Regions from separate parts of the Mus musculus genome. Here region 1 is linked to region 2. Evidence: chromatin contacts called from public Hi-C data. All regions are on one chromosome and are shown on one strand. The core of a region is the stretch at or near the end of the contact, and the rest is flanking DNA. Distances in the headings are between cores, read along the strand shown. Region 1 overlaps Gm30551 (predicted gene, 30551). Region 2 overlaps Mast4 (microtubule associated serine/threonine kinase family member 4).

Region 1 (4,294 bases), core at 380-2,879, 750 kb after region 2:
ACAGGTGTATGAAGTGTGCATGAGTTGATGCACGCTCTCATGTATGTATGTATGCATGCATGTATGTGTGAAAGCTTCCTCTCCCAAATGGCCTTTCCTAGCCGTCTACTACAAGCATCCCATCTGCCCTGCTCATCACCAGAGACCTTTTCTAGCCTCCAGATCTGATCTCCAGTCCTCGACACTGCCCATCATGGCATCAGATGGCCCACAAGAATTTCACCTTCGTGTACAGAACTGAACTTGCCCTCCTCTCTCAGATCTACACTACCCTCCTCCCAGACTCCAGCTCAGTTACTGACACACCATCACCTGCTCACTCAAGCAACTTTTCTCGCACGCCTCTCTCCGTCCAAGTTCTAACGAGTCCTGACCCTGCTTAGCTCCCAGGATCTGGAATGTTCAGAATGGCATGGCTGCACATATGTCCTTTCCCCTTGCTTCCCTCCAACCTCCCCTAGCCCAGAGAATTACCAGGCCCAACGATTCTTCCCTCCAAGTCCCCCTCTGCTGAACCTCCCATCCTGTCTCTATTCATGCCCTCAGTTCCTTCCCCTCCATTGGCTTTAGAACAGCCACCCAGCCTTCAGGCTCACCCTCTCTAATACGATGCCACAGTAGCCTTTTCAATCCTGCCTTTGCCATCCTCTTGACTGAATTCTTCTGCCCGAGAATTCCAAGCCTTTCCCTAACTTGGATTCTAGGAATCATCTCTAAACAACCTTCACGTGTCCTTCATGTGCCTTACCTATGCAGATAGAATCTTGGAACCTGCCATCCTCCTCTGCCCTCTGTATCCTTGTGCATGCTGCTCCCTCTGAGTATGATGCTCTTCCTTATGTCCCCAGATGTCCACTCACTCCCTGCTATACCGGTGGTTCTCAGCTTTTGGGTCTCAATCCTTTTAGGGGAGTCAAATGACCCTTACACAGGGGTCATATATCAGATATCCTGCATATCAGATATTTATATTACAATTCATAACAATAGAAAGATGAATGGTTAGGGAGTAGCAGTGAAATAATTTTGTGGTTGTGGATCACCACAACATGAGGGACTGTGTTAAAGGGTTGCAGCATTAGGAAGGGTGAGAGCCACTGCTTTGTACAGATTTGGTTGCACCTTCCTCTATGTTTATGAAACTTTCTCCTTTTTTCTGCGCCTCAACTTTCTGTATGTCTCATACTTCTGTTTTCCTATTCTTCTCCACTAGAGTGCAAAATCCTTAAAGGATATGTCGGTATCTTTAATACTCTTTTTTACCTCTAGCATTTGGCATAAATTTGGCATTGATTTAATGGTTCAGTAAACATTTGTTAAAAGACTGGAGAGAAAACTTAGTTGGCAAAACGCTAGACATAGAGTCATGAGAAGTTGCGTTTGATCCCCAAAACCTATGTGAGAAGTCATATTTGATGGCACACACTTGTAACCCTAGCACTGCCTGAGACAGGCAGATCCCTACAGTTCCCTGGCCCAGCAACTTGACCTACTTGGCAAGTTTAAGGACAAAGAGTCCCTGTCCTAACCAAGTGGACAGCACTTTCAGAGCACCCAAGCTGGACCTCTGGCTTACACACACAGGAATAAAATAAGCATTTGTTGAATGAGTCAAAATGAAAAACAGCCAATTGCCTGCACACAGCAGAGGGCCTTCTGAGTCAGAACTCAGACTCGTGAGTCCTACTGTGCATTCCGCAATTTCCATCATGCCGGTGGTCCTTCCTCCTCCTTCTTCCCTGCTGACTGGCATCCTCATTTCCCTCTGGGAAAAACCCTTCTCCATGAAGACCATATGGGAAAGTGGACTCGGTTTCCAGTTCCAGAATGGCACATTTCTATCTTAGTGATTGGCTCCAGCAGGGCATAACTGATTTGAGTCCCATAAGTCATGGGAAAAAAAAAAAAAAAGAAAGATTCTCCACGGGCTTCTCAAAGGCCCAGGAGGAACCCCCACTTCCTCTTCTGGACTCTGTCAGATGCAGGCCATGGCCAACTTCCAGCCTAAGAAGAAAGGAAATACCAACAGAGCTCAAAGCGCCCTGCAGTGATGGGGCAGGAGCCTCTGCACTCAGCTACACTGAAGTCCACACTTACTCCCAACTTCCAGTCTCACAAATCCAATAAACCTCTGGTTAAATCCTTTGGTTTTATGCTATTATTACTACTAATAGTGAAATGTGTCCCCTGAAACATACATTCAAGATAACACATGTGTGCATGTGCATTTGAAAAGTAAGGAGCCATCATTTTTGCCCTGCTTAATTCTCTGACAACAAACCATCTTCCCAGCCACCATTCCCTTTGCTTTTGAAATACAGTACAGTTGAAGGAAAATTGGAAGAGCTGCCATGGTCAGCTCAAGTGCATGACGCATCAACAGGCAGTGTGGTCACGTTGTGACAAGCTTGTCTAGAAGCTAACACTCCAATAAATAAGTTGACATGGGACTGTCAGAACTAAGTTCAGGGTCAAATTTTAACTACTCTTTACAGCCCCACACTTTCTCTCCTGGCCTTAAGCACTCCAGTCTATTGATATACCCATCAACTTCCTGGCTGGTTGTCTTTTTTTTAAAAAAATAAAAATAAAAGCTGTCAAATCAAAGTGGAAAGTCAAGGGAACATGGACGAACCCAGGCCCCATGAGAGTGACTGTGGAGCTGGCCAGAAACATCCTGTGTAGATCACTTTTCACTGAGGGAAACAAAATTCTTGGGGACCTTTGTGGGGAGATGCAGGCAGGGTTTCAGGGTGTACCCCAGGCTAGCCCTGAATTCCTGATCCTCCCAAGCGCTAGATTGCAGGCAAGGGCCACCACTCTAAGCTTCTTGGGGACTTTTGGAGTAGAAAAGAATGAATCAAGGAGGTGTTTGTAGAAATGACAGTGGGGTTGGAAGCACACCTGTCAAAGGTGTGATGAAGCCAAAGGAGCTCCAAGGCAGGGTCAGAAAGTAGACGGGAACTGTGCATTCAGCTCTGCTGCTGCTGAAGGAGTTGCTCCTGCCAATAAGCAGAAGGCCACCCAGCCCAAGCCTGGCACTGTGCGAGCCACAACAGCATGTCTGATGAAGCTGCCAACAGTCACACTTGGCCACCAGCTATAAATACAACAGCCCCTCACCCAATCCTAGTGTTCATCTCCTTCCATGGCACCCCAGGCAAACACACAGGCAAATTGCTTCTGGGCCTTTCCTTCCCTGGCCTCCAAGGTTGAGTGACGTAGAAACAGTCAGTCCATTTTCTCTTGCTATAATGAAATACCTGAGGCTGGATACCTTGAAGAGATTCATTTTGTCTATTTGTTCTTTTTTTTTTTCCATTTTTTATTAGGTATTTAGCTCATTTACATTTCCAATGGTATACCAAAAGTCCCCCATACCCACCCACCCCCACTCCCCTACCCACCCACTCCCCCTTTTTGGCCCTGGTGTTCCCCTGTACTGGGGCATATAAAGTTTGCAAGTCCAATGGGCCTCTCTTTGCAGTGATGGCCGACTAGGCCATCTTTTGATACATATGCAGCTAGAGACAAGAGCTCCAGGGTACTGCTTAGTTCATATTGTTGTTCCACCTATAGGGTTGCAGTTCCCTTTAGTTCCTTGGGTGCTTTCTCTAGTTCCTCCATTGGGGGCCCTGTGGTCCATTCAATAGCTGACTGTGAGCATCCACTTCTGTGTTTGCTAGGCCCTGGCATAGTCTCACAAGAGACAGTTATATCTGGGTCCTTTCAGCAAAATCTTGCTAGTGTATGCAATGGTGTCAGTGTTTGGAAGCTGATCATGGGATGGATCTCTGGATATGGCAATCACTAGATGGTACATCCTTTCGTCACACTTCCAAATTTTGTCTCTGTAACTCCTTCCATGGGTGTTTTGTTTCCTATTCTAAGAAGGGGCAAAGTGTCCACACTTTGGTCTTTGTTCTCTTGAGTTTAATGTTTTTAGCAAATTATATCTTATATCTTGGGTATCCTAAGTTTCTGGGCTAATATCCACTTATCAGTGAGTACATATTGTGAGAGTTCCTTTGTGATTGGGTTACCTCACTCAGGATGATGCCCTCTCTCCAGGTCCATCCATTTGGCTAGGAATTTCATAAATTCATTATTTGTTCTTAAACATCAAATAAAGGCTCAGCAGCAATGCCAAACCAAACTTGAAAAATAAGAGAAAAAAAATATCATAGTTCTAGAGATCCAGAAACATGGTGCTGGCCTCAGGTCAGCTCTGGGTCTCATGATGGATGGTGTCACACCATGAGTACATATAGAAGAGATCACATAATGAGACTGA
Region 2 (4,289 bases), core at 501-3,000:
AGCTCTACTCATAGAGAGTGATGGCTTCCAATAGACAAAGTTATGGACACCACCCATCCACTTTCATCCCCGTGGCCCCAGGCCCTTTTTAAAAACATCTTGGCTCTCCTCCTTAACTTTCAAAGCGATTATTCAGTTACCATGATGTCACACTCAAATGACTAGATGACATCTAGTGAAGATAAGACAGGTTAAAATAAAATACCTCTGTGTGTGCTCACACTAGAGTTGGGCGTGCTCCGGACCCTGCTGGGGAGGGTCCAATCGGAATCTCTCCAAGGGAAGAGCTACTTTTATTCTAACCAATACACAGAAGACTCCCCACAGAGTTGTATAGCTCCAGCCCAGTTCCAAGCCTTCTTCCTCTACAGACCCATAGGGACTAAGGATTTTTTGATACCAATATCTACCAGCTTTTTAGTCTCTATTGCAAAGCTTATGACTCCCCTGCTTTAAAAGATACTATTTAAACTCCTGATACCAGATATATTTGTAAAGAAAACCAGGCAAAGCCATAAAAGACTAACACATTCTTTCTCATATCCTACCTCCCTGTCCCAGTATCCTGGACCTTAAAGCAGCCAGCCAGAGAAGCACAAACGCACTGCCTAGTTACAGGGTGAAGAGCTGTGACTCCTTCTCCAAAGCATAAGCTTCCATGTCCTCATCGATTATTTCCAATGCATTTTTTTTTTTTTGGAAACCCACTTTTTTCACTTTATACATTCCTCACTGCTCTGCCTCCTCCTCCATCACCATACACCTGAACATTACAGGGCAGCAGTGACAACTTGGGAGCTCCCATTCTGAGCCAGGCTGGCCTTGAACTCTGAGAATCCACCTGCCTTTGTTCTCCTGATTGCTGCGATCTGGTCAGCCTTAAGGGGGAACTGCAGAGACTGTCAGAACTCCCTATGCTAGGCGGAAACCCAGGCTCTCAGCAGACAGCAGCAAGAGCCGTATATACCAAAGTCTTGGAGTAGAGCCCTCTCTTCCCTGGATGAATTATTCGGGGAAAAGGCTGGGCACGGTGTGGCAGGGCCGGGGAGGAGGGGTGAGCTCTACAAGGCAGCTTCAGGGCACATTAGCCAAGCTGGAGCTGACTGGATGAGAGGATGACAGGGCGAGTCCTGCAGCAATAGGCAAGGCACAGTGGAGAACGTGAAGACAGGAGAGGGATGAAAGGAAGCAGTTATGAAACAGGCCTGGGCAAGGCCAGGAGTGGGAGGAAATGGCTCAGGGACTCAGGGAGGGGCCTAGCCCGCAGGTCAGGCGTGGAGAGGCGAGGAGGAGCCACAAGTGGGGCCTGGTTTCGGCCACCTGTGGAACCAGCTGCTGAGAAACGGCCTGGTGCCAGGGCTCAGGAGGGAGCCAACAGTGAGGGGAATTAGGCCCAAGAAGATCCGGGGCTTTATGTGGGTTCATATGTCTGTTTGCGGACAGGGTCTCACAGTATAGCCCCGGCTAGCCTAAAACTTGTCCCATAGACCAAATAGCCTGAACATGCAGCAATCCTCCTGCCTCTTCCACCAGAGTGCTGCTGATATTACAGGTGTAGGCTACCGCACCCAGCTGAGTCAAGGCTTTAAAGTGAAACTCCAGCAGCAAGCTCAGAGGGAAGAGAAGGAGAGGGGAGGGGAGGAGAGGGGAGGGGAGAGGAGGGGAGGCGAGGTTCACAGGCTGTGGGAGGAACTTGAACTTCCAGGGAGGATGTGAAAAGGAAACTTCTGCCCTTGCCAACTCTGGTGATGGAGCAGCCCATGGGGTGAGCAGACGGTGAGTAAGGGGATGTGATTCAGGAACGAGGCTCCTGGGCTGCCTGAACATATAAGGCTTGGTGCCACGATGCATGACCTCTGGGTTTATCTGCCCACAAAAGGTGGTCACCACCCAATCTGCATTTCCTTGCTTCACACCAACCGTGCTGGTCAAATGACAACTCAGAGTACCACTGGACAACTGTTGATGCTGGGGGCACTGATGGTCTCCCCACTGTGTGAGCCAGAGACAACACTCACGCACGCATGCACACAGGCCACCCTTCACTCTTGGGGGACTTATCCCCTTGAAAGTCATCTCTGCCCATTCCTTCAATGACGCTGTTTTTCTTCCAGACTAAGATAATCTACACCTCCCATGGTATAAATGATGGTTTCCAGGTCAATGCCCTATACCTAAATTCAACTTCCTGTCTGGGGACTTTCTTTTTGTCCTTCCTGCCTCAAGAGACTTTGATGTTGCCAGACAGTTGCCCCCCCCCCAAATGTTTCTCACAGTCTTCAGCCTCCCTTTAAATATTACCTTTTCAAAGGGACTTCCCTAGCCTCTTTATTTAAAGCAGTCCCCACTCCACACCCACAAGGTTACTCTCTCTCTCTCTCCCTCTCTCCCTCTCTCCCTCTCTCTCTCTCTCTCTCTCTCTCTCTCTCTCTCTCTCTCTCTCTCTCTCTCTCCCTTCCACACTCTTGCAGCTGTCGGAACACTGACCCCAATTTGGCAATGGGCTTCTTTAGATATCTGTTTACTGGTGAGGCTGACTTATTCACTACTGTAGTCCTTGCCTCAGCATGAACGGAAGGCAGGAATGAATTCCCAGTGGTCCTTCAAACAGAATCAAAACTCCACAAATGTGGTTTTAACTGTGTGTGTGGGAGGAGGGGGATACAAGAAGCAACTCCAGGTATCCATCCCCCCCACCCTACTACCCCCGCTCCAACCGGCCTTCTCCCATTCCCCACGTTTGCGTGTTTGCTGACTACCACCCAGATGGCCCTCAAGCCAAAACCACTTTCCAGGGCCACGGTGGAATCCTTGCTTGTCCAAGGACAATGGCTCACTGACTGGCTCCTATCAAGTTAAGAAGTTCACATCCTTAACTTCTCTCCCAGGTAGCAGATCCTTTCTGTAAACCTTACAAAGTTTCAGCTAGGCCGATGCAATGGTTTAATGACTGACTGACTGGTGTGAAGATCTCACCCTGCTTCCAGGCCGGAGCTCCCCAGAGTCACTCACTAGTCACCCCCTTTCTCTCCCCACTGGATTAAGGATAGGCTACTTCAGCTCTCCTCAGCCACGCTGCTGACTACCCATGCCGTCATGACCGTGGTGATGTCAACAGCTAAGATTTATTCATTGTTTTTATTCGCCGGTAATTGCATTAGGAAAAATAAAGGCCGTATTAGCCAGGCTGGAGCTGATGAGAGATGTGAGGCAAGCAGGGTGAGCCTTGGTAAGGATGAAAGGAAACAGTCATGAAGCTCACACACACACACACACACAACTCAATAAGTAACTTACTTATCCCTATTTCAAAGATGGAGACGCTGAAGTTCAAGAAAGTAAACTTGCCCAACACCACAGGGGCCAGAGATAAACCCAGGTGTACTAAATTCAGATCCAGCCGCCTCCTCATTGCTGTCTTACAGTTTTTGGTACCCAGCAAGCTCCATCTAGGGTCTTTCTTGCTCCAGCAATGTGTGCAGTCTTCTCTCTCTGACCTCTCTCTGACCACAGCCACTGAGCTTTGGTCCGCACCATTTCTATTCCCTCTGGGAAGGCACTATGCTCTCCGAGAAATAGCCCTGCATCTTTCAGAAGTCCTGAACTGTGGCCTTTTGTGTATGGTGCCTCTCCTGGACTCCTAGATCCAAGTCTCTCCTTTGCACTGAGCATGCGTGGGGCCTATTGCACCTTGGAAATACCCCACAGCTCTGGTTTACAAGGCTTTCCTGGCAGGTTTTGCAGAAGGCACACATGAGGCTTTCAGCTTTGGGTCACATAGATACATGCTAGGTACTGAACAGATGTCAATTGTACCGGTCTTTCAATAAAAGAGGTGAGTACAAACTTATCAACAGCTTTAAGCACTGAATGTTGGGGCAGAAAAAAAAATCCATTTTCCACCTTTCTCATATATGCATGATCAAACGAACGAACAACCCCCCCTCCTCCACTGGATGTTTCTGCAGGCAGGTGTTCATCAAGAGTCAATATATTTTGTTAATTATGACAGTTAAAAAAAATCCTTGCATGTACCTGCTACTCAGAACAACTCCAAGTAATGTAAATTTAGCAAAAAGGTTGAAGGGGGGAGAAAAAACAGTAGCAACAAAACTTCTTTTATTTCTTGGTTTTTACAAGTTGGAGTCCTCAGAAAAATACAAGTTGAAGTGTCAAAAAAAAAAAAAAAAAAAAAAAAAAAAAGGAGAATTTCCTTGAAGGGATTAAAGCAGAGCAGAGTATGAGTTGGCGTGGATAAAGATTTTGGTGATTTGGTGATCTGGCTGTCA

Evidence for each region. Hi-C and Micro-C count contacts between places; a contact is called where the count stands out from the background.
Region 1: a contact with region 2 is called in a Hi-C map of the C2C12 cell line, with 5 times the contacts expected there. The contact joins two enhancer-like sites. A contact is called at or near these places in 3 of 39 promoter capture datasets (the 3T3-L1 cell line, cranial neural crest and second pharyngeal arch cranial neural crest), 10 of 484 Hi-C or Micro-C datasets (the C2C12 cell line, adipose-derived mesenchymal stem cells, embryonic fibroblasts and 2 more), 7 of 115 datasets of contacts at active chromatin or transcription factors (the NIH/3T3 cell line, astrocytes, embryonic forebrain and 2 more) and 1 of 9 other capture datasets (embryonic stem cells).

What each region holds. Positions count from the first base shown.
Region 1 is chr13:103,646,527-103,650,820 of GRCm38.p6, forward strand. All of the region lies in intron 1 of Gm30551 (predicted gene, 30551), which reads right to left. Among named protein-coding and RNA genes, the nearest start is that of Gm24870, 6.7 kb to the left of the region's middle. Within about 2 kb of position 1,630, at least 10 of the 459 cell types and tissues checked have an H3K27ac peak or open chromatin away from gene starts, as enhancers often do. A contact at or near this core is called in the C2C12 cell line and embryonic fibroblasts, where this site is marked.
Region 2 is chr13:102,897,726-102,902,014 of GRCm38.p6, forward strand. The region is part of intron 4 of Mast4 (microtubule associated serine/threonine kinase family member 4); the gene reads right to left. Among named protein-coding and RNA genes, the nearest start is that of Gm30106, 7.9 kb to the right of the region's middle. Within about 2 kb of position 1,751, at least 173 of the 459 cell types and tissues checked have an H3K27ac peak or open chromatin away from gene starts, as enhancers often do. A contact at or near this core is called in the C2C12 cell line and embryonic fibroblasts, where this site is marked.